Regions from separate parts of the Mus musculus genome. Here all the other regions are linked to region 5. A link is a contact called in public Hi-C, HiCAR-type, HiChIP or PLAC-seq and promoter capture Hi-C data. All regions are on one chromosome and are shown on one strand. The core of a region is the stretch at or near the end of the contact, and the rest is flanking DNA. Distances in the headings are between cores, read along the strand shown. Region 1 overlaps Lonrf2 (LON peptidase N-terminal domain and ring finger 2). Region 2 holds the start of Chst10 (carbohydrate sulfotransferase 10). Region 3 has its middle 59 kb from the start of Lonrf2. Region 4 holds the start of Il18r1 (interleukin 18 receptor 1). Region 5 holds the start of Cnot11 (CCR4-NOT transcription complex, subunit 11). Region 6 holds the start of Il1rl2 (interleukin 1 receptor-like 2). Region 7 has its middle 12 kb from the start of Lonrf2.

Evidence for each region. Promoter capture Hi-C pulls out the DNA fragments that hold promoters and counts their contacts. Hi-C and Micro-C count contacts between places; a contact is called where the count stands out from the background. HiCAR-type assays count read pairs that join an accessible place to other places. HiChIP or PLAC-seq counts read pairs in DNA pulled down with a chosen protein or histone mark.
Region 1: a contact with region 5 is called in a HiCAR-type map of embryonic stem cells, with 4 times the contacts expected there. The contact joins the enhancer-like site here to the promoter of Cnot11 in region 5. A contact is called at or near these places in 1 of 39 promoter capture datasets (hippocampal neurons), 1 of 484 Hi-C or Micro-C datasets (adipose-derived mesenchymal stem cells) and 3 of 115 datasets of contacts at active chromatin or transcription factors (embryonic forebrain, embryonic stem cells and forebrain).
Region 2: a contact with region 5 is called in an H3K4me3 HiChIP or PLAC-seq map of embryonic forebrain, with 4 times the contacts expected there. The contact joins the promoter of Chst10 here to the promoter of Cnot11 in region 5. A contact is called at or near these places in 3 of 39 promoter capture datasets (embryonic stem cells, hippocampal neurons and neural stem cells), 4 of 484 Hi-C or Micro-C datasets (B cells, CD4 T cells, cerebral cortex and 1 more), 6 of 115 datasets of contacts at active chromatin or transcription factors (embryonic forebrain, embryonic stem cells, forebrain and 3 more) and 3 of 9 other capture datasets (adipose tissue, embryonic stem cells and liver).
Region 3: a Hi-C map of B cells shows a contact between it and region 5, with 6 read pairs. The contact joins the enhancer-like site here to the promoter of Cnot11 in region 5. A contact is called at or near these places in 1 of 484 Hi-C or Micro-C datasets (B cells), 1 of 115 datasets of contacts at active chromatin or transcription factors (astrocytes) and 1 of 9 other capture datasets (pancreatic islet).
Region 4: a Hi-C map of CD4 T cells shows a contact between it and region 5, with 2.3 times the contacts expected there. The contact joins the promoter of Il18r1 here to the promoter of Cnot11 in region 5. A contact is called at or near these places in 3 of 39 promoter capture datasets (the 3T3-L1 cell line, the HPC-7 cell line and neutrophils), 1 of 484 Hi-C or Micro-C datasets (CD4 T cells) and 1 of 115 datasets of contacts at active chromatin or transcription factors (thymic regulatory T cells).
Region 6: a contact with region 5 is called in a promoter capture Hi-C map of liver, with 5 times the contacts expected there. The contact joins the promoter of Il1rl2 here to the promoter of Cnot11 in region 5. A contact is called at or near these places in 9 of 39 promoter capture datasets (the 3T3-L1 cell line, 3T3-L1-derived adipocytes, cranial neural crest and 4 more) and 1 of 115 datasets of contacts at active chromatin or transcription factors (microglia).
Region 7: a promoter capture Hi-C map of hippocampal neurons shows a contact between it and region 5, with 4 times the contacts expected there. The contact joins the enhancer-like site here to the promoter of Cnot11 in region 5. A contact is called at or near these places in 1 of 39 promoter capture datasets (hippocampal neurons), 2 of 484 Hi-C or Micro-C datasets (adipose-derived mesenchymal stem cells and cerebellar granule neurons), 3 of 115 datasets of contacts at active chromatin or transcription factors (embryonic forebrain, embryonic hindbrain and forebrain) and 1 of 9 other capture datasets (adipose tissue).

What each region holds. Positions count from the first base shown.
Region 1 is chr1:38,822,609-38,825,953 of GRCm38.p6, reverse strand. All of the region lies in intron 1 of Lonrf2 (LON peptidase N-terminal domain and ring finger 2), which reads left to right. Among named protein-coding and RNA genes, the nearest start is that of Lonrf2, 12 kb to the left of the region's middle. Within about 2 kb of position 1,848, at least 4 of the 459 cell types and tissues checked have an H3K27ac peak or open chromatin away from gene starts, as enhancers often do. A contact at or near this core is called in embryonic stem cells, where this site is marked.
Region 2 is chr1:38,896,790-38,900,217 of GRCm38.p6, reverse strand. Chst10 (carbohydrate sulfotransferase 10) reads left to right here and starts at 2,058. Exons shown (of 7, transcript NM_145142.2): 1 at 2,058-2,328. It overlaps Gm51581, which reads right to left. Exons shown (of 3, transcript XM_030243909.1): 2 at 2,585-2,816; 3 at 1,268-2,501. The coding sequence ends at 1,868.
Region 3 is chr1:38,776,198-38,779,395 of GRCm38.p6, reverse strand. No RefSeq gene overlaps it. Among named protein-coding and RNA genes, the nearest start is that of Lonrf2, 59 kb to the left of the region's middle. Within about 2 kb of position 1,790, at least 87 of the 459 cell types and tissues checked have an H3K27ac peak or open chromatin away from gene starts, as enhancers often do. A contact at or near this core is called in B cells, where this site is marked.
Region 4 is chr1:40,464,687-40,467,781 of GRCm38.p6, reverse strand. It overlaps Il18r1 (interleukin 18 receptor 1), which reads right to left and starts at 1,776. Exons shown (of 11, transcript NM_008365.2): 1 at 1,425-1,776. It overlaps Il1rl1 (interleukin 1 receptor-like 1), which reads right to left. Exons shown (of 11, transcript NM_001025602.3): 11 at 2,367-3,095.
Region 5 is chr1:39,533,952-39,537,172 of GRCm38.p6, reverse strand. Cnot11 (CCR4-NOT transcription complex, subunit 11) reads right to left here and starts at 1,472. Exons shown (of 7, transcript NM_028043.3): 1 at 836-1,472. The coding sequence starts at 1,334.
Region 6 is chr1:40,322,709-40,326,000 of GRCm38.p6, reverse strand. Il1rl2 (interleukin 1 receptor-like 2) reads right to left here and starts at 1,412. Exons shown (of 11, transcript NM_001356478.1): 1 at 1,252-1,412.
Region 7 is chr1:38,846,672-38,850,164 of GRCm38.p6, reverse strand. No RefSeq gene overlaps it. Among named protein-coding and RNA genes, the nearest start is that of Lonrf2, 12 kb to the right of the region's middle. Within about 2 kb of position 1,889, at least 69 of the 459 cell types and tissues checked have an H3K27ac peak or open chromatin away from gene starts, as enhancers often do. A contact at or near this core is called in cerebellar granule neurons, embryonic forebrain, forebrain and 1 more, where this site is marked.

The DNA of each region.
Region 1 (3,345 bases), core at 599-3,098, 710 kb after region 5:
GGATGGATGTTTTTCAGGCATGTGGAATGATCCATGTGTGGGAGTTACTGAAGAACACACTAATTAAACCAACTAGAAGCATATGAGTTTTTTTAAGTGGGTGACCAAGAACTCATTTCTCAGAGCCTCTTGGTGCAGAAACTCAAGTGTTCAGCATTTTTTTAAAGTCAGAACCCACAATCACATCAGGTTTTTTAAGGGTAGGAACAGCATCTATATTTTTACAGAGCTTAATGGTATTTTTCCAGGCCTACATGACAGTTATCTCTAACTTACACTTATTTATTTCAGTTTTATGTTTTAGCCGGCACAGACATCAGTTGTTCTGGTTAATACATCTGGACATGGTCAGGGCATGGACAGTCTCACCAAAAGCACTTCCATGGTGCCTGTGGCTGCTGGGATGGAAGACTGAGGAACATCTCCAAATAAAGTCAGGACAAAATGGCACCACCTTAGCTGTTTGACACATATGTGCCTGCTGTGCTGTCAAATGCCAGAAAAGGGTATGACCTCTCCTGGAACTGGAGGAACACATGGCTGTGAGCCACCATGTGGGTGCTGGGAATTGAACCCAGATCTTCTGGAAGAACCTCCAGTGTTCTTAACTACTGAGCCATCTCCCCAGCTCTAGACATACATAGTCTTTTAAACTTAAGAGTCGGGTGGCAATGAGGCTCTGATTTAATCCCCACTGAGAGAGGGGGAGGGTTAATCTCAGTATGTCACAACAAGAGACTGAAGGGGAAGGGCTGGAAAGATTACAGTAGCAGAAAGTAAATTGTCTACACACAATGTGGCTATGGGAAAAACCCAAGGGAACCAGCTGGCAAACTGCCAGGATCTGAGAGCAATGAGCATGGTGGGCACAGGGTGTAGGGCCCATGGATTGGTCTCTGAAGCTCAGCTTGTAGTTCCAGTAGCATCTTCCATTAGATTTCTAAAAACCTCCAAAGGAGAGGTATCAAAATGCATGTGATCGTACAGCTAAGGAACCTTTACCTAATCTTTCAGTGGGAAATTATTAGTCTACAGTTATATTTCTGGTATAACAATGGGCTTTTTTTTTTAAAGGCAGGTCCTATGAGAAGAATTAATTGTATGCCTTCTAGATAGTGAAAATTCTCAATTTAAAAATGTTTTCTTTCTTCTTTTCTTTTTTCTTTTTCTTTCTTTTTTTTTTCTTTTCTTTTTGATAACCCACTCAGCCCAAATAATGTTGCTCATATGTACATGGAGGGCATTGTAACTTTTGTTTGTTTGGTTTTTTTTTTTTTTTTGGTTTTTTTTTTTTTTTTTTAATCTTAAGACAGGTAGCATCCAGTTTTACTTTAACTGTCAGTGATCCACTGGCCACAGGCATCGAGCTGTTTCCTGCATTTGTTTTGGAGATCTTCCTGGAGTTGTCCAGTCTTGTCTTTGACTATATCAGATTGTGTAACACAGAAGCAACATTCCTCCCTGAGGAAGAGACAAAGATGATCTCTCTGCTTTTAGTGCTGATTTTGCAGCACTAGGGCAGCCATTGAGTCTGTTTGGCTCTGGAGGGTAAGGGTGGTGTGAACTACTCACTGGATGCCCTCAGAGGAGAATCTATAGTAAATAGCTAGGGACCCAGTTAGTCCCACCCACTGCTCAGGTGGTTATACCCAGGACTGAGGAAGGACAGGACCTAAACCTCATTTGTCTTGCAGACTGCTATAAGCCCTGTGATAGGAACTGGCAAGGGCTCTTCACTGGGTACCACCCCTAGTTTTTGCAAAAGGAACAGCAGGGAATAAGACCAACCTGCAGGTAGGCAGTCATAAACTCAAGTGCTGCAAAGATCAAGGTACTGTGAACATTGAGATGTAAATGGCAGGGTTATGGAGAGTCTAGTAGTCCAGTGGGTGGGGCTACAGATGGTCTGACCTGGGAGGGACACACAACGAGAATTCTAAAGCAGCCAGGAAGTGTGCTGTTAGGTAGCTGATGTGTGGAGGTTAAAGTCTGAAATGAGAGATGAAATGACTGTGAGGGCAGAGAGGACAGATCAGTATCATCTAGGAGGGATGGTGTTAGGGATCTTTGAGGAGTGTTAGAGCGCATCTTCTATCCTGACTTCACCCAGGAGTAAAGAGAGCAGGGTGTATACTTGGTGTTTTGCTCATGCTTGATGGATGGCTATGACAAATGCTTTCCCGTGACTCCCATCTCCCAACTGGGGTACGATGTTCAGACTTCATAGCTAGATGGAGCTTTGTTAGGGAACAGGAAGGACAGAAAGATGGTTTGGAGTGGAGGTAAGAGATAGCTTGAACCTATGGAATCTCTTTCCATTTACCCTACAGCTGCAGCATTTGTGAAAGTCTCAAATAATACTGGGATCTAGGTGCCATTCAGTGGTCATTTGTATCAGTTATCTAAGGGGTCTTGAGGCTGTTTGAATGCAAAGGTGAACATGTCTCAAGCCCTTCATTTTGGATGCCAGGCGTAGCGGCTGGAGGTTTTCTAAAAGGTATCCTAAGGGGGAGGGAGGGGTGTGGGAAGGAAAACTGTCACTGCAGCCTGTACATGCCATGAACTTGGGAAGGACATTAATGAAGCTGGAATAGGGAGATGGCAGTGGATATGATCACAGTCTACTGTATTCATATGTAGATTCTCAAGAATAGAGAAAATGTTGTTTAAAAAAATACACTTGGGGGTGGAGGGATTGCTCAGAGGTTAAGAGCACTGGATACGCTTACAGAGGTCCTGGGTTTGATTTCCAGAGCCCACATGGCAGCCATCTGTAACTCTAGTTTCAGGATATTTGATGCCCTCTTCTGGCCTCAGAGGGCTCCAGACATGCATGTGGTACCCAGATTTACATGAAGGGAAATCACCCATACGCATATACAAAAAGCTTTAAACAACATTTGCTTGTGAGTTTTGCCAGTGAGCACCTCAAAGTCTGTATGTATACATGGTCAAAGATGGAACATATAAGGTCTCATTGTGGATCAGAACTAACATAAACACTTTCACTTGATGTTGGTGTTGGAAGAGCTTTGAACCTTAAGAGAAATATTCTCTCTATGCCAAAGAGTTCCATAATAGACCTGTATTACCAGAAACAAGAGTGAGCAAGTGAGTGATATATGATATGATATACTTTTCCTGGGAAGATGTCACACACACACACACACACACACACACACACACACACACACACCTACTCACCCCAAATAGGTACCCCAAATAGGTAGGTAGGCAGACCAAAAACCAGACACTGACAAAGTCCAAATTGTTGAACCAGTGAGTTTTATTGTGGTTACTTACAGAAATGTGGGCGAGGGGTTACTTACAGGAGCAGAAAGGACG
Region 2 (3,428 bases), core at 809-3,308, 640 kb after region 5:
CCACAGACCACAGGACCTATCACGCTTCCTAGAGGACAGCCTCTCTCCTGTGAGAATATGGTGTGTAGTGGAGAACTGTCTACTGCTCTTGTTTTTAGAAGAATCTGTTAGCTAAACTATAGGACTCTTAACCCACAACAAGACAGTATGGAGATACAACTGTAGCAGGAACTGCAAGGCTGAGTGGACCATGGAGCTGAGTCATCTTATACCCAGCGGTGTCAGACAGAGGCTGTCTTTTAATGTCCTGACTCAAGTCAAACATGAGCTCAGGTCTCACTGGGATCTTTGAATGAGACAGAGCCTGCTTCTTGGTTCAGGCAGGCTTACCTCAAAGAATTAAGGACCTAGAGACTCAACAGCCACCCATGCCACTCAGAGCCAGTGGATCCCATTTAACATTGCAAAGAATGACCAGCAAGGACAGGACAGTAGAGAAAAGCTAGCAAATCTTTATTGAGGCAGACAGAGATGCAGAGAACTCACAAGGAATTTGCCAATGTGGCCTTGGCTGGATCCCCTTTTATACTCAGAAATTAAGCCTGATTGGGCAGAGCTGAGAGGCTCCTGTCTGTCTGAAGTGAATGGATGTGGAAGAGACTGGCTCAGGGTGGGGGGAAGGTAAGAGACAGGTCAAGGCTCAGGAAAAGCCTGATGGTAGGAGGCCAGCTGAGGAAGACCCACCAGAAGTTCTGGGGGAACAGAGGAGGGGTGGCAAGATGAGGGAGGGACTGAGGAGTCAGGAGGTGAGGTGGGCAAGGGCTGGCCAGCCATTGTCAGGACAAAAGTCAGTCATAATCTTCATAAATTGGGCCTTTTAAAAGTCACAGCTTCTGAGTGAAACGTACAGAAACTGGACTTCTGAATCACACAGAAGCTGTCTTCTCGGAGCCTGGCCCAGTACTCCTGGGCAGGAGAACAGCCTTGGAGATAATGGGGTCTACTCCCCATTCACTGTCTGTGTTGTGTTCCTGGGGAGGCTTCCTGTCTGCAGATGACTCCTTCTGACTGAGATAAGTTCACTGAGAAACCAACCCTGCCAGTTTGTAAAAGTTTTTCTCCAGACATTTCTTAACCAGTTCTCTCTCTCTCTCTCTCTCTCTCTCTCTCTCTCTCTCTCTGTGTGTGTGTGTGTGTGTGTGTGTGTGTGTGTGGAGAGAGAGAGAGAGAGAGAGAGAGAGAGAGAGAGAGAGAGACATTCTCTGTGTAGACCTGGTGGAAGTTGCTCTGTAGACCAGGCTGGACTAGAACTCAAGAATTTGCCTACCTCTGCCTCCCTATACTGGGATTAAAGTGAGCCACCATGCCCAGGTAACCAATCAGGGTTGTTAAGAAACTATGAATGGGGCTGGAGAGATGGCACAGCAGTTAAGAGGTGGTACCACCTTTGCAGAGGACCTGAGTTCAGTTCCTAGCACCCACACTGAGTAACTCACAATTCCCTCTTAAGTCTTGCTGGAAGGGATCCCACACTTTTCCTGACTCTGTGGGCCCTATATTCAAGTATACACACCCACACAGAGATGCAAACATAAAAATAATAAAAGTAATTTTAAAAAATCTATGGATAGAGGAAGGTGTGGTACCTAGCATTTACCATGCCCTGCATCCCTGAGGCTGAGAAAGGAGGATTGCCTCACGCTGGAGTCCAACCTGAGCTTCGGAGTGAGTTACAGGTAAGCCTGCACTCCATTGAGGCATGGTCTTTTAAAAAAGAAAAAACAAAATAAAACAGAATAGAAACAAATGCAAATAACTAAGGAAGAATAAAGATTTGTACTATACCAAAGCTCAAGCGATCTGACCTTTCCTCAGGTCAAAAAAAATTTTTTTTTTTAAAGAATGATTGTTGATCTACTTATGTGTTTCATTGTCGTTGACATTGTTGCGTTTTCCTAAGTTTTGGATTTCCTTTGCCTTCTCCAAGGTGTTTTCTGCGCGGTGCGGCTGGGTTGCTGCATCTGTACAATTTCTCCACAGGCCAATGGGGACCAGGAGGCCTGGGATGGTGGGTGCGCGGTGCGTCCTCCTGGCTTCCTGCAACGTGGACGCGCGCGCGCGTGCACAGCGGTGGCGGCGACGACGCGCAGGACCAGGCCCACACTCCCGGGCGGCAGTGGGCGGCGGTCTTGCACCCCGAAGCTCGCACGCGCCCGGCTTCCTCCTTCCGGCGTGGCTGCACCCCTGCACCCTGCAGGAGGGTAGGCGGGTAGCGGTGCGGAGGTCTGGGCAGAGCCCGCCTCCGGGGCTCCGGGGACGCCCACAGGCCCCGCGAGGCCCGAGCAGAGCGCCAGCGGCTGGGAGGAGCGCGAGCGCCGATGTACGAGGGTGAGCTGGGAACTCGGGGGTGGCGGGTCTCAATGAAGTGCTGTCCCCCACCCCTTTGCCGGGTAGACAGAAGGGTGGTGGACTCGGTTTTCCTCAGCGAGCTACCTCGGTGTGTGCTGTGGCGACTTAAAGACGTCCCTGGATGGAGAGATTCCTGGGAAGAGCCTTCATCACTTAATTATGCAACGAGGCGGCGTCCTTGTGCTGGATGCAGTGATGAATGGAATCGATGATACTTGAACCATCCATCGTCTACCTTTGCCACCCTGGGATGGAGACTTGCGTTTGTAAATGTGGGGTGGGGTGGAAAGAGGAGAATGTTTTCCCACTTGGGTCCCAGGAGCGTGCTGGGAAGGAGGACTGGAGGGAGGAACCTGTGCAGCCTTTGCGAAGGAGCGCACGGTTGAGCGCGGCTCCCGGGGCGCTAGGGGAAGGAGTTCTGCCTGCGAGCAGGTCCTGCTTGCTGGCCCATACCTTCACCAAGAGGTCTGTCAGAAGTTGGAGGTCTAGGCATCAATTACTGCACTTTCTGGCTGGAAAGATGAAACAGGTTTTCCAAAAGCTGGTGCTTTTTCGTTCTCCAAGTCTATTCAAGGCAGGAAAGGGCAGGGCAGTGAATACAAAGTAGCTCAGCCAGGCAGGTTCTGGTTAGCCACAAGGAGTTGGGTTTTTGCGCTGGTCTATTGGAACTGCCAGAGCAGGATATGTCTTGAGACATTCTTAAAGTGAGACAGCTCAGCTTCGTTCCCGCTTGCTGATCACTAGCCACGACTTCATCTTTTCTAAGTGACTGGGTTAAAAAGAAAAGACACAAAGAGAGAAATGACTTTCTACCTTCAGTGGTCCCCAGGATAATTAGGACATAGTTTATCTTAAAGCAGAATTGGAGTTTCAAGATGAAAAGAAAAATCTTCACATGTTTGCTCTTGACCCTCAAGAACAGAAGAAATTCCCAAGAAAGCCGCCCCCTCCCGGAAAGGAAAATAGAGTTTTGTTTGTTTGTTTGTTTGTTTTGTTTTTGCAAAGTTGAACAAAGAGCATCAGAAAACACTTGCAAGTATTCTGTGCCACTTGCAGTAATATTTGGGTCCGTTTTGAAG
Region 3 (3,198 bases), core at 541-3,040, 760 kb after region 5:
ATCCGATTCCAGGCAGACCCAAGAAGCTGCTGACCATGGGCTTCTGAGGAGTCTGAAAATGGAAGAAGTCTTAGTTGCTCATTCTCACTCTTAATTGTATATAGTGTGAGTGCATATGTTTGTATGTTGCATGAGTGTGTTCATGAGTGTGTGTGTGTGTGTGTGTGATGCATGTGTTTATTGGGTTAGGCGTGCATATGGAGGTCAGGAGATAAGCTCAGATATTGTTGGTCCTCCATCTCCACCTCTTGTGATGCAGGGTTTCTTTTGCCGTGTCTCGTTGCCACTGGGATGCTACCTAAGCTGTGGTAGCTAAGCCATGAGCGTGTGGGAATCCTCTCTATGGCCCATCTCACAGTAGGAACACTGGTTACAGAGAAGCTCACCATCTGACCTGCTGCTGTGTGGGCTCTGGGGGCTCAAACTCAGACCATCAGAAACAGCAAGTGCTTTACTCACTGAGCCATTATCTCAACACCGTTGTCCCTAATCTTGACTATATCCGTTGCACTGTTTGTCTGCTCCTCCAAGAACAAGTGAAAGCGACGTGCACACCGCTACCTCACCACCCCAAAACTGTGCTCATTATACTTATTCCAAAGGAACTGAATGGTCTCGTTCACACACAACACTACACATGGCTTTATCTGCAGTTGCCAACCCTTAGATGTAGGCACAGTGTCTTGTAGTCGTGAATGGCTAAATAATGGTGTTATAGCTGATAGTGGAATGTTCTTCATTGCCAAGAAGAGGAGTAAGAGGAGGAGGAGGAGGAGGAGCAGGAGGAGGAGGAGGAGGAGAAGGAGGAATTACTAAGGCCTGGAGACATGGAGTCACTTTGGGCATGTTGCTAGGATGGCTCACTTTATTACTGCATATGTCTGAGTGTGCAGTACCCTCAGGGACCAGAAGAGGGTGTCAGTTTTCATGGAGCTGGAGTTAAAGGCAGTTGTGAGCCAACTGACATGGGTGCTGGGGACCAAACTCTAGTGTTCTGGAAGAGCAAAGTACTCTTCCGTGCTAATCCATTTGTGCCAAGATGCTCCACTTTAGGTAATTTTCTACCTCAAAAATTTTTTAAATTAAAAAAATAAAATATATTTTTAAAAAATCCAGTCTTGAGATGGTCAGGTGCCATTTGCTCTGAATTCTGGAAATTCAAAACTATGAAGACAGTCGCAAGATGAGTGGCGGCCAAGTCAGGCTCAGAGAAGGCAGGAGGAAGCAGCACAGCAAGAGGGGTTAGGGCAGGAAGCCACCATGCATATAATGGGACAGGTCTGTGTCCTTATATGTTGGACCAAGCACATAGACCGTCCAACTCCAAAAGCAAACGCTGAAGACACAGCAGACTGTGGGTGGGTGGTAAAGGTTGTTCTGGGGTCCATCAGTTGTAAGGAATGTGTCACTCTGGTGGGGGATGTTTTTGTAGTAAGGCTGTCCCTTTGTGGGGCATCCAGCGAATCTCTGTACCGTCCTCTCTGTTTTACAGGAACTGAGACCTTTCTAAGAAGCAGCAGCTACTAAAAAGAGTGTGTGAATGGCAGAGAGCCATCGGGTAGAGAGCTGACTTAACTTTCCCCTGAGAAGGGACTTTCTCGCTTGTGAAAGGAGAACATAACAGGGAGTTGCCGTTTGAGTAACGGTGGTAAGAAAACCCAGAGTCCACTTCAGCCATTACTTCCACTCAGCAAAAATAGCCTCGGGACCAGTTTCTTTCCTCTCGTCAAATGAGTCTTTGTGGGTTTGTGGCTTTTCCCACGTCAGAGTGTGAGCAGAGCTCTCACTTCTGGCTTCTTGTTTTCACTAGATAGCTGAGGTGCCCCAAGAAAGAGGGGTGGCTGTCTGTCCCAGGTGCTTGAGAGCCACATCTGGGCCTAGGCCCTTCTCTTATGGCTACTGTATTAAGGCCTCCCGTGTGAAGTCCTGCCTGCGTGGGTGGGATAGTGACCATGTGTCTGTGACCCTGAGCTGCTCAGTGTGCCACTCAAAGAGTGTGCAAGTAGAGCTAGTGGGTGCTGCTACAGTGTCTGGGCAGCTGGAAGACCTGGAGATAAGGACTTTGTTTCTTCCCCCTGGGACCCCAAACCAGGCTGGAACTGCTTTGGGCTTGTCATGGTGTCGGCAAAAGGCTAGCAGGATGGTTAGCATGTCCTCAAAGCTCTGCTGTTTTTCAGCTAGAGGAGAAGCAAGCCCAACAGAGAGCAGTTGGAGCTACCACAGTGGTAACTGACACTCACCTCTGTCTCCCAGCCACATCCCAGGTCACCATGCCCGTCTGGAACCCATGGCAATGTGACTGTCACACAGTGTGTGTCTGAGCTTCTGAGCAGGGAGAAGCCTGTTGACAGTGACACTCTGTGAATCTGCTTTGTCTCCAAGGGATAATTAGCCGGGGTTGGTATGATATCAGGAAAATTTTAATTATTGTGATGAGGTAACCGCAGTCTGGGAATTTGTGGGGCCATCATTGATGGTGACAGGAAAAATATTTGCTGCTTTGTGCTACACCCAGGGTTTCAGGAAATGGGGGAAAATGGGACTTGACAATGCGTGACAGCAGGAGCCCCTTTTCAGGAGATGGCAATCTCATTTTGGGGGTACAGTGGCTGTTGAGGTACTTGCCAAGGTTCTGTGTGGAATGGGGAAGGAAGTGTGTGTTTAAGTGGTTGTCGGTTCCATTCTAAACTCACTCTCCCTCACACTCATCCACCCACTCACACATCCTATCCACACACACAACTCCCACATCTTATCCACACACACGAAATCAAATCCACACACTCACACATCCTATCCACACACAGTAACTCACAACCACACACTCACACATCCTATCCACACACACTCATACCCCCACACACTAACTCACACATCTAAACATAGTAACTCACACACACACACTTATACATCTTATCCACACACACTAACTCACATCCAGATGTTCATATGCTGATTTTCATACACATACGTACTACCAACATCCTCATGAACAGTTGTTCATACCTCAGAACTGAGGTGCACACTCATGTGTGTATGCACATGCACACACAGTCACATTTATTCACCCACCCTACTTCTCACATATATGCACAAACACATACACGGTTCAAAACAAGTAAGGCCTCTCACATTGGTCCCAGAATGAAGTGGTCACTTCAGTGCTTTGATGTATGTATTGGGTTAGATCCTCAGCTG
Region 4 (3,095 bases), core at 527-3,026, 930 kb before region 5:
CTGTCCCCCAAGACAAGGGAGTCCTTTCAAAGGATGTCAATGTGGTCATGTCCTTAGGTCCTGAGTTTCTGTTCTGTCCTTTTGGGTCCTTACCATGAGGAAACTGACCACATTCTAGTAAAAACAGTTCATCTGAGCACATAGATACTAAGCTCCTTAAAGCTTCCAGGTAAACACACACACACACACACACACACACTCACGTCCATACACACTCAGTTTCTAAGGCTGGGAGAGTGGGAAACAACTAAGCTTGTGACAGTTGAGTTTCAGTGACTCACAGGTAAACATGTCACCTCAGGGACAGTCATTGCTTAACAAAACATGACCCTGATGTATCCCTCACACTGCTTTGGTGAATTATGACACCCAATGAGGTTTTTCTTTTCCTCGCTGGGACCGCCACTGAGCTGGGCTCTCCATGACTCTTTTTAAACACGCAGTCCCTTTTGCTACAGTCTCCAATGGGTGTTTTACTTCATCTGCAGAAAGGCGAATCAGTCTGGTACAACCAACAAAAATGATCTTGAATACACCCTTGCACTTCTGCTTTAAGAAAAAAAAAAAGGTGTGCACATTTGACTTTCCATCTGTAAGGAAAGGAGAGTCATTGCTACCTCACGACACTTAGCGTAAAAATGCCTGCTGCTATTATCTCCATTTTCCAAAATGTGCCTTCACAAACATGGATCCGGACATGAAGACCATGTTCCCTTTCCCCCCCTCCCCCTCCTCTGGGACCCTATCGTCCTTGCAATATGACACGATGTTTGGCATTGTCAGGAAGCTTGCCAGTTCAGGCCAACCCTAACACACAGCACTTCCAGGGCTCCTGGACCAACCTCCACTTCCTGGTGAGGTACCCAGGAGAAGGCTCTCTGCTTTTCCATAATGTGTGCCTAAGGCAGATATTCTTGTGACTGCAGTGTGTGTGTGTGTGTGTGTGTGTGTGTGTGTGTGTGTGTGTGTGTGTTTGTGTGTGTGACTCACGAGTGTGTGCACAAGAGTGTGAGTGTACATGCATGTGTGTGGGCGCTTGTGCATGCATCAGTGCACACATATGTACATGCATGTACTCATGAGGGAGAGTGAACTATTCCCCAAATCTGCATAAATGGGTCATTCACTGATGCGATAACTGAAGATGTTCTTAGATAAATTTCTGAATATTTCTCCCCTCACACCATTTATTAAACCTGATATTGCCTGTTTCATTTGTCTCCTAAGAGGATTAAGCAACTAAAATACAGCACACCTGTGTGTATTGTCAGCAGAGGGTAAGAGCTGAACAAATCAACTGTTGCTGTGTTTTAGCTGTTCATACCTCTCTACAAAGAACATATACATTTGTACTCACTAGTTATACACACACACACACACACACACACACACACACACACACATACACACCACTCACAATTGACCTTGTTTTCAGGATCGTTGTGGGTGGTTCCTCTCCTTGCTCCAGACAGCAGAAGACAGTGAGGACTGGACATCAGAGTCTGCCCTTACCTTCAGAGAGGTGGCCCACACACAGGCCTGGGCAGTGGCTTCTCCTTCACTTACATCTGTGAAGCAGGATTCGCCCAGCAAGTGAGACTAAATACCTCCTGGTCCACAACTGTGACAACAGACAGGGAGGGAAGGCACAGTGAGGCAAGGCCAGGAGCTTGATTAGAGAGATTTGGCAAACCAGAGAATTATCGCAGGAAAAAAAAAAAAGAAGAAGAAGAAGAAGAAGCCAACGACCGGGGGTAGGGAGGTGGAGGGCTGGGAGAGGAAGATCAGAATAAGAAGAAGAAAGGAAAAGCTAAGGTTTCAGGTGGGCACCGCCTGGGATGGGAGGAGCTCCTAAGAGCTGGGGGACTGAAGCCTAGGGCGCTACAGGCTGCTCCACCCAGGAGCGCTCAAGCTTTCAGTTCTGGGAAGACCTGTACTCCTGGCAGGGTTTCTCTGCATGTCCCTGCTCACCTAAGAGCTCCACAGTTCCCAGAACTAACCCCGACACCCCACCGCTGAGGCGATAGAGCCCCTGGAGTTCTCCTGCCTGGATCTCAGCTGACTCCTCCGCCAGACCTCCAGGGAGGCACAGCCACCGCCTTTGGCTTCCCGGAACCTGCAGCCTGTCTACTCAACCACAAGAACCACCTGTGTGCCCTGTGCGCGCCACACCCTTCAGGCAGAGGGCGCTGAGAACCCAGGACTCCTGCACTGCGGGAGGAGAGTCCTTGAGACTGCCAGGCTCGCAGAGCCAACATAGTGCCAGCCAGCGCAGGATGCCCAGCCTCCTGGATGGGTGGAAAGCCACAATTGGGAAGTTATAGTGAGATTTTAAACTGTTCAAAAGAAACGAAGGCCAAACAGTATTTCTAGATTTTTTTTTTTAATAAGCTAGAACTCTTCAAACACACATGAAGAAAACACACAAGGAGTCAATGGCACAATTATTTTTGCCCAGTGAAAAATAATTTGTCATACAATAATAAATAGGAAAGGCATAACATTTTGATACATGGAAAACAAGCATTTAACAAACTTCAACACTCTTTCTACCAGAACTCACAAACTGGACAGTAGGACGGCTCCTTCCCTTCCTAATCTAATACAGAGATGGCTACAAGAGGCAACACGAGGAAACGCTTTGTTTACCTGTAACTGGTAAGCAAATAAGGTCAGCTCTGCCTGGACAAGCACTTTGAAGAAATGAGGGGAACAAAAGTAGAAATGGGAGAAAGCCCCACAGAAGACATTTTTACATGGATCATGCTTTGAACCTTTCAAAACAGTAAAATAAAACTAATATTTTGAGTTTAGCAAAAGCATCAAAGCATATGTGTGTTCATTACAGAAAAATCTATTATTTCTTCCCTTTCTTCTTCCTTCTTCCTTCTTTCCTTTCCTCCTCCTCCTCTTCTTTTTCTTTGTTGTTGTTGTTGCTGCTGCAGCTGTTGCTGTTGTTGTTAGGACAGGTTTTCTTTTTGTAGCTCTGGTGTCCTGGAACTAACTCTGTAGAGCAGGCTGGCCTCAAACTCACAGAGATCCACCTGCCTCTGCCTCCCAAGTGTGCCATGCTGCCCAGCTCAATTACATGCAAA
Region 5 (3,221 bases), core at 223-2,722:
CTGTTGAGAACTTTTTGTTATCAAATACTTAGATTCCTACAAATTTAAACATACTTTAAAAATTATATATATATGTATATGTGTGTGTATATCTATATCTCTATCTCTATCTCTATATCTATATATATGTACATATGTACATGTATGTCAGCCTGTGAGTGGTACAGCTGTCCCAGAGTCCTGGACGAGGCTCATGGTATAGAGGAAGTGACCCTGGGTTCCATCCACAGCACCAAATTTAGGGGCGCATCCTCAGGTGTAATCTATGCCTGATCTTAGCAATGCTGCAAAAGCAAACATTCCACAATACTGCCCAGGACACATGCATCTTTGAATGGTTAATTAGAAACGACTTCATCCTCTCCTCACGCGACATTACAGCTAACCAAGGAGTTGGCTGCAAAGACTTTAGATATTGTGGTGATGTGGACTTCAACCTCAGGTTCTTAATACCGACTTCTTTACTCGGAGGCTTAAAAAGGGGGTAAACTCAGTGCCATTGGCTGTAACTTCGCATACCTCAGGACCTTACAATCAAGAATGAACCGTATCTGGCATACTAAAATATGTCCAGCCCGTTTGTGGGCTTGTACGATGTGTTGGCTTTTTCGATTGGGAGGGATCATCTGGAGTGTAGTGAATTTGAAAAAAAAAAAAAACCAAAAAAACAAAACTTGCAACTTCTATCTCTCCCCTATTTTAGGGAAAGAAAGTATGGAAAAGGAGGGAGGGTCGATCCCCTCCAAGGAGGCTGAATGTCCCTAGCTGACGACCCCCCTCCCACCCCCACCCCAGAACAGCTGGCTGCGCCCGCACGGCTGGCTGCGGGACGTACCTGAGAGCGGGGGCCGGTCGGGCTCCTGGCCGCCGCGGGCGGGCGGCGCCGGGTTGAGCAGGTGCGCGAAGCTGGCCGCGAACGGGTTGGCGGCGAGCGGCTCGGTGCGGTACATCTCCCAGAGCAGGTAGAGCGCCGTGAGGCGCTGCGCCGCGCTAGGCAGCAGGTCCGGCTGCTGCAGCAGCATCACCAGCACCGAGCCCAGGCGGAAGTGGTCGGCCTTGCTGAAGTAGTGGTGGAAGGCGGTGGACAGGCCCTCGAAGGTGCTGCCGCCGCCCGCCTCCTCCGAGATGATGCTCAGCAGGCTCGAGAGCTCCTTCGGGGTCAGGCTCATCCTGCCCGCGGGGCCTCCAATCCCTGGCCCAGGGCCGCCTGCTCCGCCTCGGCCTCCGCTCGAGCCCGCCGGGCCGCTCCGGAACGCCGCTGCCTCCCGCGCCCCTCTGGGATCCGCTGAGGAGAGAAGCCGGCCAGACGCCGTGCTCGCCCCGCCGCCGGGCATCAACCTCGCCCGCCTACCCCGCTTCCCGGCCGAGAGGCCCAAGGCGCCGACTCGCTGCGTCCTCCCGCGGCCGTAAAGCGCACCCTTCCGCGACAGCGTCGCAAACAAAAACAGTGCCTAAGTCAGACGAGCGGAACGGAGACACAGGGCCGACAGACCGACGACGCTGGCCGAGCGGAGGTTCCGGAGACGCGAGTGGGCGGGGCGCCGTGTCCGGAAGGGGGCGGGGCGCCGTGGAGGGCGGGGCCGCGTGGTCTCTGAGCTGTCCGAGTGGTCCTTCCCTGCCTGAGTGATGTAGAGACCGCCGTTAATTGCCCTTAAAGCCCTCAGAAGCGATCCTTGGGTGACAGGGTGGCGCCAAACCTGCCCAGTCAATATTGCCTAAGTTATAATTTGGAAACTAGGTCTTAGATGCTAACTGGTCTGATAGAGCATCCTTGACGGCTCATTTCTTGTAAATACCAATGAAAACAGGATTCTCAGAAACAGTTTAAATTTCGAGCCTTGCTCGTATTCTCAGAGATGGGGTCGTACCGCACATAAACGTTTGGTTATGTGAACAAAAATCTAGGCGAGGCCGGCACCAGGGAGGCAGAGGCAGACGAACCCCTGTGAGTTCGAGGCCAGCCTGGTCTAAAAAGAAAGAAAAAAAAAAATCTGAGAAAACTGTCTCGAGAAATATTCGTTTACAAAATCGTTTGCAGTGCTTCTTTTTCCTTAGCCTGCCCTAGGGCACTTTTTCTGGACGCCTTGGCTGAACACTGGAAAACCCTGGAAATTTCTTTACATACCAGCCTCCTGGACCTGGTCCCCTGTGATCTGTTTCAAAGGCACCGCTGCCCGCTCCCCACCCCTATGCTCCGGTGGTGACTAGTATCCACTCTAGAGTTACAGAAACCGAGCGACTGTCATCAGCGTCACCTGCTAGCTACCCTGTGCTAAAACTCTTCGGCAGCTGAAAGTTTTCTATTTACCGCTGAAGTTCTCAAGGAAATCTTCAGGAACAGGTGATGGGTATGGCGCATATTTTAAAGGCCTCTTTAGTTTACTGTTAAACCTGTGGAGGGGTTCTGCCAATGAACATTGCAATCAGCAGAAAATATAGCTTGCCAAACGGGGCAAATGATTCAAATTACCTCTTCTACTACTACTACTACTACTACTACTACTACTACTACTACTACTACTAATTAGTCAACTATGTTCTCTTTGAGCCTTTTTACATTGGATGCTCTATGACAACTAATCATACTAAAACCCACTCATGCTAGTTATTGTCATAACTTATTGTTAGTTGATAACTTAAATGTTAGTACAGTATGGGTGTTTCGAGATGTTTTAAGGTATTTGAGCACAGCACGTTACCCGCCAATAGAGCTGATTTCCACTAAGATTAATACCAAGAGCGTCTTCCCTGTTTCCACTGGGCTTGTTTCTAGGGTTTCTCTGCCATTACCACAAACTGAGTTCATTTTCACTGTAGAACCCACTTCCTCTCCCTTCCTGAGGCTGAACGTCTGGAATGGGTTATATCAATTCTGCCATTCACCTTTGAAGCATCAAGGGGAGAATTCTTCCAAGTCTTGTTCTAGCTTCCAGTGATATCCAAAGACCCTGGTATCCCTTGGCTTATAGCTGCACCTTTCCTTAATTGTTATTAAGTTTCGAACTGGGACTCCCTGCTGAGATGCATATTAACATATCAAAGCTAACCCGGCAGCCTGTTTTTTTCCCAGCCACCCCCAGTTCCTACCTGACAGGCTATGGCTGGCACACCCCTCTCTCTACCCTGAACTCTGCAGCCTAGAGGGTGGGCTACCCTTCCACTACAGGATCTTCCCTATAGAACCCAGACTTTTTCTTTTAAAAGGATTTATTTATTTTTAT
Region 6 (3,292 bases), core at 163-2,662, 790 kb before region 5:
GAGTCTTCTAGCCGCCCCAGTGACTATTGATCGCTAACTCCCTCCGCTCCGGCTGCCCCGGGCTTGCTCCACCTGCCTATGGGGTCTCAGAGCGCTGGGTCTCGTGGAGCAGAGCGGGAACCACTCTGGGGACCGAATCCTGGTTGGTCACCGCACTCTGCACCTTGGGCATCGCTTCTCCGCCGCGGGCGGAACAGACTCACCTTCCCCAAGTGGAGCAGGACAGAAATAATCCGTCCTTCGAAAATCGTTCAGTCTTTTTTTCCTGATCCCAGGCCAGCACGTTCATCTATCAGGAATGTCGGCTTAAATATGCTCCAGATCATCGCTAAAAATTATTATATCCTTTCCAAACACTATCTGAGCGGTTCTTACACACCCAGCACTGTCCTAAAATGGACTATTCCAGAGGTGGAAGCGCTTCTGAGAAAAGGCATTAACCCCACCCCAGCCCCGTCCTCGTGCCAGATCTTAGGTAAAGCAGACTCCCGACAGGTTGAGCACCGATACAGTCAGTCTAAACTTGCCATAAAGTAATGCTTGCTCGGACCTGTCTTCCTGCGCCAGAGACACTGGAGACCCCACTAGGCACTGAGAAGAGCAGTGGCGGCAAACGCTGTCAGACCAACAGCTTCTTAGTGGGCATCCCTCGGAGTCTTTGTGGATTAGAAACTGTAAGACTTTGAAAACAACCACAGCGTCAGTCTGACTAGCTGTCCCAGGTTCACAAAGTTAAGATGTACACGTGTCTGTCCGAGTACTGTCCCTTGGCAGAAGCACTCTGCCTTACAATTCTGGGATGATCTCTGTGTTGAGTAAGTCTGCTGATGCATGAGGAATCAATCATTAGTTCTGGATACAGAACAGATATGGGGATAGTGAGTTTTCAGGGAAAACAAAAACAAAAACCACGACGTTAAGCGGAATGAGAAACAGAAGAAACGTCCTACCTATACGGAAATTAAACAAACAGGAAGCTAAGATGTAGAAGAGAGATTACAGGGGTGGGTGGATGAAGCCGGTGAAAAGAAGCTGGGTTCAATTAGTGCGCACCAAACCCCAGTAATATATAAAATTAAGACAAAACTGATTGAAGTTTTAAAAATAAAAACACAAAACTATCACGTGTGTGCACGCAGAACCTCCCAGAGAACTACGGAAGGAACTGAGACTGTACTCACAGAGGTCTGAAGGACAATTTCAGCTTTGTTTGGAGTGGCCAGAAGAAACCCAGCTTTGGTAGAAACTTACTGACTTCAGTCTCCTCTGGTGACCCCCCTCTTCTTCTCACTTTTGTATCTTGAAGTGTGTGCCACGCAGTTGTCAAGGGCCACATAATTCCAAACAAGCTGTGTCGCGTAAGCAACAAACATCAGAAGCCATCATCTCCCAGCTTCCGGTCTCTGTCCGCCCAAACCCAAACTCCCAGTCTTCAGCTTGGTGCTTATTCTCTCCCCTCCCCCTCCCTTTGTGTGTGTCTGAGTGGTGTGTGGGGGTGGAGAGCAGAGAGGGAGAAGCAGGAAATTCCTTAAGCAATGTAAGATATTCTTACATAAGATTTCCTAGTCACTGTATAAAATTTACTATACTGTGCACTTACATAACTTACTTTTTAATAAAAGCATTATACTTGCGGGATTTAAACATTTGAGGTGTGGTCCTTCTCAATAAAGGCTTGCCCCATCCTGTGAGCATGAGCAACCGACGTGTCTCTCTCCCTTAGCCATTTTGGTTGTCCCATTTTTTTTACGTTTTGCTAATTATTATACATAATGTTGCCGCGACAATCCTGGCAATGTCTCTTACACGTCTGAGAGAAGCTCCTGGATCATTAGGTAGGTGTGCCCTCGTCTGCGTTGGCAAACCTCTGACTGATTATTCCATGACACCATTCTCTAGAGAAGGATTCTGATGCCCCATGTTCTTGCCAAATATTAAAGGCATCCGAATGTGTCCGATGGCACACTGAGTGTTGGGAAGACAGCTTAGAGACATGAGCCCTTCAACAGCTTGCCACCATGATTTTCTGGTAAATAACATTTTTTTAAAAGAGATATTCAACTATTAGGAAGCACATAAGATATGAAATACAGTTAGGAGACAGGTGGAAAGAATATGATAAGGCACAGCCTTTCTCCTGAGCAGTGGCCTGGAGCCCAACAGGTAGATGTCTGGGGCAAGAGCTCTCTCTTTCTACTTTTTACGTTTTATTTTTACTATGTTTAATTATGTGTGTGCATCTGCACTGGCTATGTGCATGTGACTGCAGGTGACCATAGGGTCCAGAAGAGGGTGTCGGCTCCCTTGGAGCTGGAATTACAGGTGTTTGTGAGTTACCTGATATGGGTTCTGGGGACCAAAGTCTGATCTTCTGCAACAGCCATTTACATCCCTACAGAATGAACCGTCAGTACAAAGTCTCTGAAGGACCGAGTTTGGGACACTCCAAAAAAAAAAACTGAAATGAAGGGAGAGTGATTGCCACACAGCAGAGGGGAGAGCTGGGTAAACTGAAGTATGGAAGTAGGTGTGGCTAGATCACATGGGGCCTGGGAACGACAATACAATGGCTGCCATTATTATAGGCAAAATTAAAAGATATTACAATGTTTAAATCAGGAAAAATATAATCTCACACTAATTCCTCCTCACCCCGGAATTGGTACCCTTACCACTAAAGACAGCCTAAAGCGCAAAGCACTAAGGGAACAGCACAGGTTTTCAAACCAGGTGCACATAGAGCTGAAGAGGAATGGCAGGGTGAAGGCATGGGGGCGGGGGAGTTGCATGGGGAAAGAGTAGATCTAATAATACACAAAGGCAGGGCAAGTCGGTGTGTGCTACTGAGCTCATGGCTGCTGTGTTCCCCTGAGACACAGAGAGTGGGGGTTAGGGCCTAGACCAGCAAGCCCTTCTTCAGTAACAGGGGAGAGAGAGAGAGAGAGAGAGAGAGAGAGAGGGAGAGAGGGAGAGAGGGAGAGAGAGAGAGAGAGAGAGAGAGAGAGAGAGAGAGAGAGAACCAGGAGATCAGAAGATAAAGAGGATAGAAGAGAGAGAAGATTTAAAAAAAAAGTTTGGGATCTGGAGGTCTTGTACAAGCTATGGCTTGAGCCAAGCAAGCTTATTTAAAAAGTACAGCATTATTTGATGTACAACTTCCAGGGGAGAAATGGGGGTGTCCAAAGAAGCTACCCGACAACGGGACAAAGTCAGCAGGAAGCTAATCAAACAGTGTTGCAAGAGAGGAACACAGGGTTTCTGGAGAATACTATATATAGGCCATGCATACAAT
Region 7 (3,493 bases), core at 640-3,139, 690 kb after region 5:
ATAGCTGTTGTAAAGGAAACGGTGAGAGCCCTCTCCCTCGGTCTTCTGAGACTCTGTAATTCTCACCTCTTAAGAGGAAGTTCTTGCAGTTAGAATGCAAAAGGTTCCCCCATGGACTCCTGTGTTTGAACCCTTATACTATTTGGGGGTGTTATGGAACCATTATGAAGTTGAACCTGGATAGAGGATATGTCACTGGGGATGGGCTGAAGGTTTATAGCCTGGCACCACTTGCTGTCCTCTATCTGTTCCTAGTACGACTATGCAATGTGACTGTCCAGCCTCGTGCTCCTGTCACCACACCTCACTGCTATGCTAGACTGTCTCCCCTTGGAATTGTAGTCCAGAATAAACCTTTTCTCCCTTAATGTATTTTTTGTCCTGGTTATTTTATCACAGCTACAAAAAGTAACCAGGACAGATGTTTGTCAAGCACTTTAAGCTCTCAGTGCCTACAGGTGGCACATCTGTATGATGGACACTCCTTACAATGGACACAGAGAGAGCACTATGGGATACTCATCAACTACAGGGCTGGGGCCAGCCCTCCTCTCTGAAGGCCATAATAGGGAGCCCCTGCTTAGACTCAGTGGCTGTCTTTCCATGCATGGCATTAACTTTCCCAATAAATCCCTACCAAAAGACTTGCCTTAGTGTGCTTCTCAAAACCCAGAGACCTTGAAATGCAATGTTGTTTCTTCTTTCAGATCTATAGCCACAGTTCTCATTAGGACTTGAACACATTTTAAATGACTATTTGGAAATCTTTTCTTGGAAAACCTGACGTAAAATCATGATCGCGGCTGATTTTTCTGTCTACTTTCCGGTTTCCTCAAATCTGTCATCTACTGCTGTTGTTTTGTGTGTGTGTGTGTGTGTGTGTGTGTGTGTGTGTGTGTGTGGTGTTAGAAACTGCTCATTGCATGCTATGCTTATTGCATGCTATAGTGACTGCTGCTATCCCTCCCTATCCTGTGGGGTTTTTTATTGTAATTCATTTAGTGGCTGGCTGAATTATTTTTGTGAGGTCTATTCTACAGAGGCCAGGCTTGGCTTGTTCATGGTCTCTTTAGGATAATGGTGACTTTGGGCAGAGCTCTCTTCCTTTTCTTTACTACGACCAGCTGTTACGCCTCACTAATTGCCAGTTGGTTTCTCTATTGGATTCATCAATGCCTAGTGCACAGATTGCTTCATGGACTGTTCCAATCAATTTTAGGATCCTTTGGAAACACATTTCTTTCAGCCTCATTTTCTTTCAAACTAATTTTTGAAATTAGTTCTGTCTCATTCTGTTCTGTGCCTCTGTGAAAAGAGCTGATCCACAGCTGACCTAAATATGCAGTAAATGTGTCTGCCTCCCCCAGATAACTTTTGCCAAAACTTGCATCATCAGCTTCAATTTTACTCTGTTGCCCATGACATCAGTCTTTCCAGAAGCCTTTGCATCTTCCTATCATGTATGTGTGTGTATGTATATGTGTATATGTGTATATATGTAAGATGTATATATATATACATATATATATATTATATGAATGAGGAGATGTATATGTGTGTATGTATGTATGTATATATATATATGAATGAGCAGGATATATGTGTATAAATATTAAATATAAATTAACATGATATTAGGTATCATATATTTATATTATTATATATGTATATATACATTATATATGCACATATACATACAATATATGTATGCATATATACATACATGTGCTCTCTAGTGCTCGTTCCAGTCTTCATAGGTGCTGCTTCTATTTCAGCTGACTTCTCCAGTGCATAAACATGATTGTTTTGGAAAAGAGAGGTTTAGCTGTTCCTCATTCTCTGTGCACGCCTTGCCATGGAACCCAGGGGTTACCATGGTAACCCGTTCCTGCACAGGGACTGCTCCAGTCATGTGAAAGAGGACTCAGCCTTCAGACCTCATTGTCTTTTATTTGAGGAACATTGTTTTCAAAGAAACCAGCGGAAGAACGAACATTTTACAGCTCAGTGATTTAGCTCTCATTGAGCTGAGATACCGCAGTGGCCTCTCAGCATCATTTCACAGCAGCGTCATGTGACTTAGCTCGTGGGCGAGCTGAGATACTGCAGTGGCCTCTCGGCATCATTTCACACTGAGCCCAACAGACTCCCCGTGAACACAAGAGACATGGCAGTCGCTTCTAGAAGCTTCTATAGACTCTGAGCTTGTACTCGTCCCAAAACGCAGTCTATTCCTGCTATTAGTCATGGCAGTAACTCACTCACCCTTTCCCTGAATACATCACAATGCTCCTTCTCATTGTGACTCTGGTTCATGATGACCACCATAACTTTTCCTTTTATCTGAAATCGGAGAAAATGCTGCTTGTCTGCTTTAGATTCCATTCTCTTCCCCCTCCTCCTCTCTTCTTCCCCCCCCCCCCCTTTTCCTTTTCTCCCTCTTCATCCTCCTCCTCCTTTCTCCATGAGCTATCCTTTACTTGGTTTCTCAATACTTTTTACGTTTTGTCCTGAAAACTTTTCCCTTGCCATTTTCTAAAGTGATGAATTTAGAAAAGAAAACTAACTTCAAAATATAGGCAAAGAGAGGCTCTGTGGTTAAGAGCAGTTGCTGTGTTGCTTCCAGAGCACCTGAATTCAGTTCTCAGCACCCAGATCAGGCAGCGTCACCTATAACTCCAGTTCCGGGGAATCTGATACCATCTTCTGGCTTCCACAGACACTCAGTTACCTGTAGCATATACATGTAGACACACACACATATGCATAAATAGAAATAAGAACAAATACTTTTAAAAATAGTTTAAAATAACATTATAAAGGAGAACAAACATGCCAGCCAGCATGTGTGCATAGATGAGCAAAATGTGTCCAAGGCTTGTCGTGAAACCTTTTCTCAGTCTTCCACATGGCTGGATGGCTGCGATGGCTTTTCCCACCCACTTGCTTAGCCATTGTCTCTTTGCAGATCTTCATCATCCTGTGCATTTTACAACCCAGCATGAGAAGCTTGTCTTGTTTTTCACAGCCTCATTCACACAAGTCCTGGTCCTCCCTGAATCACACTGCTGGGTTATGGGCTGCTGGGCTGAATAGCCATTTGCCTCAACCAGTAGGTAGTAGGGGGTATAAAATCCGATACTTGAAAGGCTTTTTTTTTTTTTTTCTTTTTCCTTCAATACAAACTGGGCTCGATTTTTCTCTTCTGGTCCTTCCTCCCTGCCAGTTTGCTCCTTACACTGGAAATAGAAACTGGCTTTTGATTTCATATGCCTGATTCGGGTTCCTTTTTCTTCTTTGTGTTTCTGGTACAACCTGCCATGTGCTGTGTGCATCAGGGTATCAGGACTCCCTGACTTCTGTGTGTGTGCACAGTGGTAAGGGTTGAGCCCAGGACTTTGCACATGCTAGGCAGGCACTCTTGCTGAACCACAGCCCCATCCCTTGTACCTTTTAAATAGGCAGATACGCTGTATAAACCGTAAGGGAGATA